Linked DNA regions of Sus scrofa: region 1 is linked to region 2. Evidence: chromatin contacts called from public Hi-C data. All regions are on one chromosome and are shown on one strand. Each heading gives the region's core, a stretch centred on a gene start, on an enhancer-like site or on the middle of the called end of the contact. The rest is flanking DNA. Distances are from core to core; before and after follow the strand shown. Region 1 holds the start of PHLDB3 (pleckstrin homology-like domain family B member 3). Region 2 overlaps LOC106507598 (a long non-coding RNA gene).

Region 1 (4,174 bases), core at 1,562-4,061, 69 kb before region 2:
TTAGCTGCTAGGAGTCTGTTCGATTCAGGGGTTTAATTGCTAGGGGGTGGTGTTACAGTTGGGGTTAGCTGTTGGGGTGATTAGACTAAGGGGTTTTGCTGTGGGAAGGGTGTTTAGTTTCAGAATCTCAGGGTTCAGCAGCCCTTTGAGTGTGTGTGTGAATGTGGGGTGAACAGGAGAGTGGGAGGGTTTAGCTCAGGAGGCGGGCGAGGCTGCATGAGAGAAGGGGGAGGAGGCGCAGTGAGCTAGCTGGCAGTGGGTGACCAGATTCCCAGGCTGCATCTTGCTTCCTCTTTCCTTATCTCTTTGTCTTGGTCTCTATCTTTTTCTCTCTGAGGCGCCTAATCTATTTATCCATTCCCAATACTGTCATGAGAGTGAAAGATTTAGGCTGAAAGGAAAGGTGGCAGAATGTTCCAAAGAGGTTCGCTTCTGTCCCAACATAGGATTCAGAGCTTCTTGTCAGAACCATGACTCCATTCTCTTCCTTAGCCACTTTGGCATCAGTTTCTTACCTCCCAGTCCACCTTCCCTGCTTGGAACCCTTTCTTGGCACTTTGTGCTTCAGGGCCTCATCCCAGCCTTCTTTACAGCTGTGTTGAATTTCTCATTATTCCCCAATTCTTTGCATATGTGGTTCTACCTGCCAAGAACACCCTTCCCTCTCCTCCTCCACTCAGACAAAGGGCTCCTGGCAGAAAATGAGTGGGAGGGTTTAGCTACAGTGATTTTTTTTTATCCTTCCATTCTTTTCTTAAAGGGAAGGGATTTGGAAGTTTCTCTTGTTCTTTTGCTCCATTGACCTCTTGAGTTTTCCCTCCCCAGGCTGTGCTAAGACCTTGTACCACTCGGTTCATGAAAGGATCTTCACACTTCCAGGAGACTGTCTGATCTACCCTGCTCATGATTACAATGGTGAGGGCTTCCTGGGGGAGGTGTGGGATTTACATAATTTGCTATTTGAGAGGAAGCACCAAACTGCCGTAATCCTCATGTGGCTTGGAGACTACAATTCCCAGAAAGTCCTCTGGCCAAAAAAATCAAGTACTTAGTAGTGTACTGAGTGTGGATGTGGAAAATTTGATGCCTGGAATTCCACAAGACATAGACTTTCCAGGAACTTCCTTGCAGAACTGAGGGAACTGTGGGAAACTACACTTCCCATAGGGCCCATTGGGGAGGGAAAGCAACCTGTTAGTCCACAGAGGGCCTCCTGGGAAATGTAGTTCTGGGAGGCCCAAGGCACTGGACTGACTGGACAACATTCCTCCCCCTCCCTTGGCCACTAGGGCTCACAGTGTCCACTGTGGAGGAGGAGCGAACTCTGAACCCTCGGCTTACCCTCAGCTGTGAGGAGTTTGTCAAGGTCATGGACAATCTGAAATTGCCCAAACCTCAGCAGATAGGTGAGCCGTTGGGGGTCTGGATTTCTGGGTCTGAGGGAGGAGGGGGCTGGGAACTGGACTTCTGGGTCTGAGGGAATGAGGGGCCTCAGGGCCAGAACTCTAGTTTCCCACAGAAGAAGGGCTCTTAGGATTTCTGGGGTCCCAGTGGGGTGGAGGGGGGATTGGGAGGGTCTGTCTGGGTTCCTTGGTTTCACTCTGGTTTCTTCCTTTCAGACTTTGCTGTGCCAGCTAACATGCGCTGTGGGGTCCAGACCCCCCCTTCCTGACTCTGGTTCTCAGGTGCCCGTATCCGTTAAGAATGCTCTAGGTGGGGTGAGAGGAGAGCTGCCGTCACTGGAACCTCTCTTCTCTTCCCCTCCCTCACCAGCCCCTCAAACTTCTTAAATAAAAAAAAAAAATTTTTTTTTCTCCCTCTGACTTCTGTTTTCTGGGCGAAGCAATTGGGTTTCTGGCTGAAGTGCCTGTGGCTAGTTCTGGTCCCTGAAGTGGCCAGGGCAGAGGGCAGGGTCCCAGGACTGGAAGAAGGAGATTTTTCTAATTCACAAGATAGAAGCAGGCAGATACCAGGGGCAGCGTTTCTCAGCTCCTTTGATTAGAACATCGTCTTGAGTTCAAACCACTTCACTCTGTGAGACTCAGGATAAGGTACTTCGCTTCTCATAGCCTCAGTTTCCTCATGTGTACGATGGAAAGAATAGCAGTAATAACAGGGTGTTGTGAGGATCCAATGAGCCCGTATGTATGAAGTGCTTGGCACACTGCCCGGCAGACTGCCCATCAGGGTTTCTTACTGTCTTTGAGAATCTCCCAGGCACTTCCAGGCTTGAGTGTCAATATGCCTAGTGGTCAAGACCATGGACTTTCCAGAGAACAAATACGATGTTAACATTAACAACACGTGTAGACTTTGGGTTCACTTGCCCCCCTCAGCCTCAGTTTCCTAACTCTAAAATGGAGAGAGTCATCTGTTTCTCTCTAGGCTGCTGTGAGGATGAAACATTAATGTCCGTGAAATGTTTATCCTTTATACACATGGCTCGTGATAGCCAATAATCCTTTCTCACAGACCAGTTATCTTCCTGTTTTTGCCCAGAGAGGAAAGGGTCTGGCTGAGACCTTTAACCTCTGCTCTCCACCCGTAGCAAACTGGGGGGGGCACACCTCTCCCTGTCTTTGGGAGAGTTTCTGACTCAGCTCAGGGCACCCCCTCCCCTCGCCCAGCTCCCCAAACCGGTCGGGTCCCTTCTAAAGGGCTCATTAGAGGGGAGAGGCCCCTATCTCCATTCCCCTCTTCCTTTCAGTATTCCCAGGGAGTCCTGGGAGGTGCTTATGCACAGGTGATCTAGGCGCCTGGCCCTCCAGGGGGCAGGAATGGGGGCGCTGGGGGCAGAATTGGGGGGGTCGTCGTGCTGGGTTTGCTGAAGGTGGGGCCGGTGGGGCCGGGATGGCCGGATGCCGCGGCTGCGGGCGGGGCACGCTGGTCGCTCCCTCCTCCCTTGAGAGCTGTTGGACCTGTTGTTCCCCCCCTCCACTTCCGGGATGGTGGGGAGGGGGATAGAGCAGCCTCTCTCTCCTCCCTCTTCCCCAGCCACCTGTCTAGTGGGCCGACACCGCAGCGCCAGAACGCAGAGCGGAGCGCACCGAAACTTGAGCCGGTGAGGGGGCCGGGGCTGCGGGGGCCGGAGGGGTCTGGAGTTCTGGGATCTCGCTCCGGAAGGAGCCTAGGACTCGGACTCCTGGTTTGTCCAGAGAGAGCGAGAACAGAAGTTCCGACTCCTGGATCCTGGGCGAGGTGGCAGGGGCGCCTCTGCCTTACATGGTGGGGTCGGAGCTGAGATTACTGCCGCTCCAGAGAGGACGGAGCGGGAGCCCGGACTCCTGGGTCCACGAAGAAGAAGGTGACCGGGTCGCTCTAAAGTGGTCCAGGGGTTGCAAGGGGGCTGCAGGGAGAGTGCGAGGCTCGACACCTGGATAGCAGGGCGGGACCGGTAGGGGGCGAACTAGGACCTGGGACTCAAATTCCGGTCCCGCCTCCAGGGGCGTGACGCCCTGGGAGCCATCGAACCCCGCCCCTAGAAACTCCAGGTCACGCCTTCGGAATGCTCAGTCCCATCCTTTGAACTCAGGCCGCACCTCTGGAACGCTCTCCCGGCGCCTCGGCTCTCTGGCGGGGCGTTCCGGCCTCTTGGACCACGCCCTCACGCTACCCGGCCGCGCCCCCGGAACTCCAGGCCCCGCCCACCCGGCTGGTCCCGCAGCAGCCATGGGGACCCGGAGTAGCCCAGACGAGGGGACCCCGCCGCCTGCTGTCCCGGAGTGCAACGTGGAGGTCCAGTCACAAGTAGCCGCCCAGCTCCGGGAGCACCCCAAGGACTCCGGGGATCAGGAGGGGCCCGAGGCCACAGTAGAGCTTCCGAGCGGCCAAGGAGCTGAGCAGCAGACGGAGGAAGAGGAAGAAGTGGGAGAAGGCAGCAGCACGGAGAGCAGTCGCGATGCGGTGAGGGCCCAGGGGGGCGAGAGCCGCGGGGGGACCCAGAGAGACAGACCCAAGCGAGTGACAGAGAGACAGGTACAGAAAGACCAGACAGATCCGGAGACAGGGAGACTGAAAGACAAAGACCCAAAAGAGTCAGAAACATTGAAAGACCAGAAACAGAGACTCAGAGAGATGGGGATAGAGACACAAACGGAAACCCAGAAACAAAGATGCTCAGAGAAACAGAAATAGAGACAATGAAATCTTGAGAGAGCGGAGGGAGAAAGAAAAA
Region 2 (4,403 bases), core at 58-2,557:
ATGGGCTCTCTGTCACTTCCATCTGACTGTGTTGGTCAAAGCAAGCCACACACCCGCATGGGAGGCATAAAACTACGAAGTTGCATGGTGAAAAGTGTGGCTACTGGGAGGGGTGTACTATTGGGGCCAACAGTACAATCTACCATAGCTCCCATGAGCTCAAAGATTTTGGGCCCTGCTCCCCGGCAGGAGAGGTCAGAGGCTATTAGGGAGAGGACCCCAGGGAGCTGCCCGCTTCCTGCTTCTTTGAAGGAAACTCTCAGGCTCAGGGTTTGTGTGGGGGAGGGGAACAGAGTAGTAGAGGGTGACTGGGGAAGGGGGGAGAAGCTGTTGAGTCTGCATTTCTTGTTTGGGTGTGACTGTCTAGAGGAAGCTGGCAGGAAGCTAGGATGGCCTCGCATTTGCTGACTGAGGAGTAAACGCCTCGGTATTATTTGATCATAGTCACTGCATTATCTGATTTGAGGTTTTCAATCTAAGTGAATTAATTTAGGTCTGTCTATTTACCTATCAATCAATTATACATTGATTTACCTATTCTGAATTCTTGCCTTTGGCTCAGCTAAGCCTTGGTTTGTATTTTTATATATATATAAATATATTTATATATAAATATATATATATACACTTTTTTTTTTTTTGCTTTTTAGGGCCGCACCCTCGGCATATGAAGATTCCCAGGCTAGGGGTCAAACTGAAGCTGCAGCTGCCAGCCTCCGCCACAGCCACAGCAATGCTAGGATTCAAGCCTCGTTTGCGACCCACACCACAGCTTACAGCAACGCCAGGTCCCCAACCTACTGAGCAAGGCCAGGGATCTAACCTGTGTCCTCATGGTTCCTAGTCGGATTCGTTTTGCTGTACCGCAACGGGAACTCCAGCTTTGGTTTGTAAATAAAGGTGCAGATGAGGTTTTCATGTGTCCTAAGATCTTTTGAGTTCCTTTGAAAATCTTTCGTCCTTGTGCTTGTGTTAAGCTTTGTAAGCCTCACAAACCCGAATTCCATCCTGCATACCCTGCAGAAGCCACTGAATCGTCACAACAGCCAAACTATGATTATCTCTGTTTCACAAGGGAGGGAATTTTAGTGGTTTCTGCAAGCCAGTTTCCCAGAACTTTTGCTGCTTATAAAAATTACTGGACCCAGATAATTCTAGAACTTCCTTGGGTTAAAAAAAAAAAGTGAAGCTGGTTGGGTTGTCACCAGCAGATTAGAGACAGCTGCTCTGGCACAGGCCTGAGGCAAGGATGCAGGCACACACCCACCTCTTCAGCAGAGGGGCTGGTCTGTCTGTAGTTGTCATTCTTACAGTAACTGTGGGTGTGGGTTTTTCCTGGTTCCTAGTCTGGAATAGCCTCCCTATCCTCAGGGCTCAGAGGCTTTGAGAAGCTCAAACCTGTAATAACAGTGATACTTTTACAGCTAATCTGGCAAGACTAAGCCCAGTCTCCCACATTTGCAAGGTCTAGTGTCCCTCATGGTGCATTTGGAGTGTTAATTAATTTCATTGTGTTTTCCCAGTCAGAACTCAAGTTTTTTCGTCCTTGATCTCAGAGCAGAGGGAGAGACATGTACATCCCGGCCACTCAGAGATATTGTGGCCCAGAGCAAAGAACCTGGGTTACATGTTGGGCTTTTGCAACACAGAAGATGCTCCTAGCTCTCCCCATGCCTATCGCTGCATCCCTAAGGGCTTCAGTACAGATCATCAGACCAGGAACAAAGGTCCTATCGCCCAGCTTAGAGCTGGAAGGACATTATCAGCCTCCCACCCTGGCACCTTCAACCCACCAACCTCCTGGGAAGGCTGCCCACGTGTAGGGACAGTCCAAGGATTAGAAAGTACTTCCACACAGGACCTTGAGGCAGCTGGCCTCTTGCAGCTTGAGGGCTCCCCATTTCCCAGGCTACACCCCACTCCTGGCTTTCCTTGTCTCCTACTTGGCTTTTTTTTTTTTTTTTTTTGTCTTTTTAGGGCCACACCCTGGCATATAGAGGTTCCCAGGCTTGGGGGTCTAATCAGAGCTACAGCTGCCGGCCTACGCTAGAGCCACAGCCGTGCAGGATCCGAGCCGTGTCTGCGACCTACACCACAGCTCATGGCAACGCTGGATCCTTAACCCACTGAGTGAGGTCAGGGATTGAACCCACAACCTCATGGTTCCTAGTTGGATTCGTTAACCACTGAGCTACAACGGGAACTCCCCCTTGTCTTCTACTTAGAAGTGTAGCCAGACTGCTGGGGTTCAAATCCTTGCTCTGCCCTAGTAAGCATTCTTTGACATTTTATTTTATTATTTTTAAAATTATAGTTGCTTTACAATGTTGTATTGGAGAAACCATTTTAGATAGTCATTCCCCAAACCCAATTATTCCTATAGAGTTTATCTAAAGGCTTTTGTCTCATTTGCCTTTACCTAAAGCTTCATCATATCAAGTTTTCCCCTTGCTGACAAATGTTTGCAACAGATGAAAGGTCTTATTTGATCTCTAATAAACCTAGGTACAACAGAAGTTTTGTACTTAACATTTGATGACTCTAAAGGCATGTCTAATTAATCAAAGCTAACTTCAGTACTGAATATTTCCCAGATCACATGAGCCTGAAATTCATTATGGCCAATTTTCTAAATATTTAGATTTTAATTTGTAAGTGCTTTTAAATCAATTAAATAGAGCTCACTTACACATTACATAAAGACAGAACCACAAATCTCACAGTTTTTGTAAGAATACCCTAGAGGACTATAAGATAGAACAGAGCTCTGGTCACCTCTGCCAAGGCCAGCACAGACGGAGTGGCGAGAATTCCCAGCCTTTCCATTCCTGTGACAGTTCTAGCTGAAGGATAGTGTGGTGATTTAGGCTACCACTACCATTCAAAGGCCACCTTTCCTCATTTTCAAGAATGTACATGGATCAGACAAAATTGCAATAAAATTTCATTTTCTTCTCCATCATAGGTTCACAGCAATAGGTTGGCCAGTCCACCAGAATTTTCCTTAGGAAGCTATCCAGTGGATTGAAGAAGCACTTCCCAAGTTAATTGAAAGAACACTCATGGAGTTCCCGTTGTGGCTCCTTGAGGATTCAGGTTCAATTCTTGGCCTCGCTCAGTGGGTTAAAGATCTGGCATTCCATTTTATTTTATTTTTACTCTAAAAAAATTGAGTTCTCGTCTTGGCGAAGCAGAAACAAATCCAACTAGGAACCATGAGGTTGCGGTTTCGATCCCTGGCCTTGCTCGGTGGGTTAAGGATCTGGTGTTGCCATGAGCTGTGGTGTAGTTTGCAGATGTGGCTCAGATCTGGCGTTGCTGTGGCTGTGGCGTAGGCTGGCAGCAACAGCTCCCATTAGACCCCTAGCCTGGGAACCTCCATATGCCTCGGGTGTGGCCCTAAAATGACAAAAAGACAAAAAAATTTAAAAAAATTTAAAAATTGAAGTATAGTTGATTCACAATATTGTGTTAGTTTCAGGTGAAGGCATCTTATTTAGACGTTCTGTGCCTCAGTTTCCTCACCTGTAACATGGTAAACATAGTAAAAAACGACAGATCTCATAGTGTTGTTGTGAGGTGTTAAGTGCTTCCACCCCTGCTGTGTGGCACGTCCTCTAATCACTGGCTATTGATGTTATAACTGTTCACAGTGTCATCCTTACAATGACACTCACTCCTCCCAGGAGAAGAGGAAGGTTTCGGGGGCCCAAGGTCGCTGGGTGTGAAATGACAAGTCTATTTATGTATCCCTTTGCTGTTGACAGACATGTGGATTGCTTCCAATTTTTGGCAATTACAAGTGGCACTTGTAGGAACTTTTTTTTTTTTAAGGGCCTCACCTGCGGCATATGCAAGTTCCCAGGCCAGGGGTTGAAATGGAGCTGCAGCTACCGGCCTACACCACAGCCACAGCAACACCAGATCCAAGCCGAGTCTGCGACCTACACCACAGCTCATGGCAAGGCCAGATACTTAACCCATGGAGCGAGGCCAGGGATTGAACCCATGTCCTCTTGGATACTTGAGTTCATTACTGATGAGCCACGATGGGCACTCCTGGGAACATTCTTGTACAAGTCCTTTGGTGGACATGCCTGGGCACTCCTGTCGAGTATATAGGCAGGTTTGGAAGTGTGGGGTCAGGGTATTTATGGGTTCAGCTAAATACTGACAGTTTTCCAGTGGTTGTATATATTTACTGAACTTTGAACCATGAGATTTTCTGTATAAATAAAGAAATTAAGATGCACAACTATAGACAGAATTATGCTGCCTAGACATTACTAAAGCTGAAGGTATTGGTTTCCAATCGCTGTTGTAACAAATGCCCTCAAACTTAGTGGCTTCAAACAATGCAGGTTTATTATCTTTCAATTCTGGAGGTCAGAAATCTTAAGTAG

What was found. A called contact is a pair of places that touch in the nucleus more often than the background predicts.
Region 1: a Hi-C map of retroperitoneal adipose tissue shows a contact between it and region 2, with 2.0 times the contacts expected there. The contact joins the promoter of PHLDB3 here to the enhancer-like site in region 2. A contact is called at or near these places in 2 of 5 promoter capture datasets (fetal liver and liver), 20 of 47 Hi-C or Micro-C datasets (blood, brain, embryonic fibroblasts and 11 more) and 1 of 2 datasets of contacts at active chromatin or transcription factors (skeletal muscle).

The regions. Positions count from the first base shown.
Region 1 is chr6:50,373,478-50,377,651 of Sscrofa11.1, reverse strand. PHLDB3 (pleckstrin homology-like domain family B member 3) reads left to right here and starts at 2,811. Exons shown (of 17, transcript XM_005655930.3): 1 at 2,811-3,061; 2 at 3,533-3,903. The coding sequence starts at 3,670. ETHE1 (persulfide dioxygenase ETHE1, mitochondrial) reads left to right here. Exons shown (of 9, transcript XM_005655917.3): 7 at 826-915; 8 at 1,290-1,406; 9 at 1,620-1,816. The coding sequence ends at 1,672.
Region 2 is chr6:50,302,880-50,307,282 of Sscrofa11.1, reverse strand. All of the region lies in intron 1 of LOC106507598 (a long non-coding RNA gene), which reads left to right. Among named protein-coding and RNA genes, the nearest start is that of BSP1, 26 kb to the right of the region's middle. Within about 2 kb of position 1,307, at least 9 of the 83 cell types and tissues checked have an H3K27ac peak or open chromatin away from gene starts, as enhancers often do. A contact at or near this core is called in retroperitoneal adipose tissue and subcutaneous adipose tissue, where this site is marked.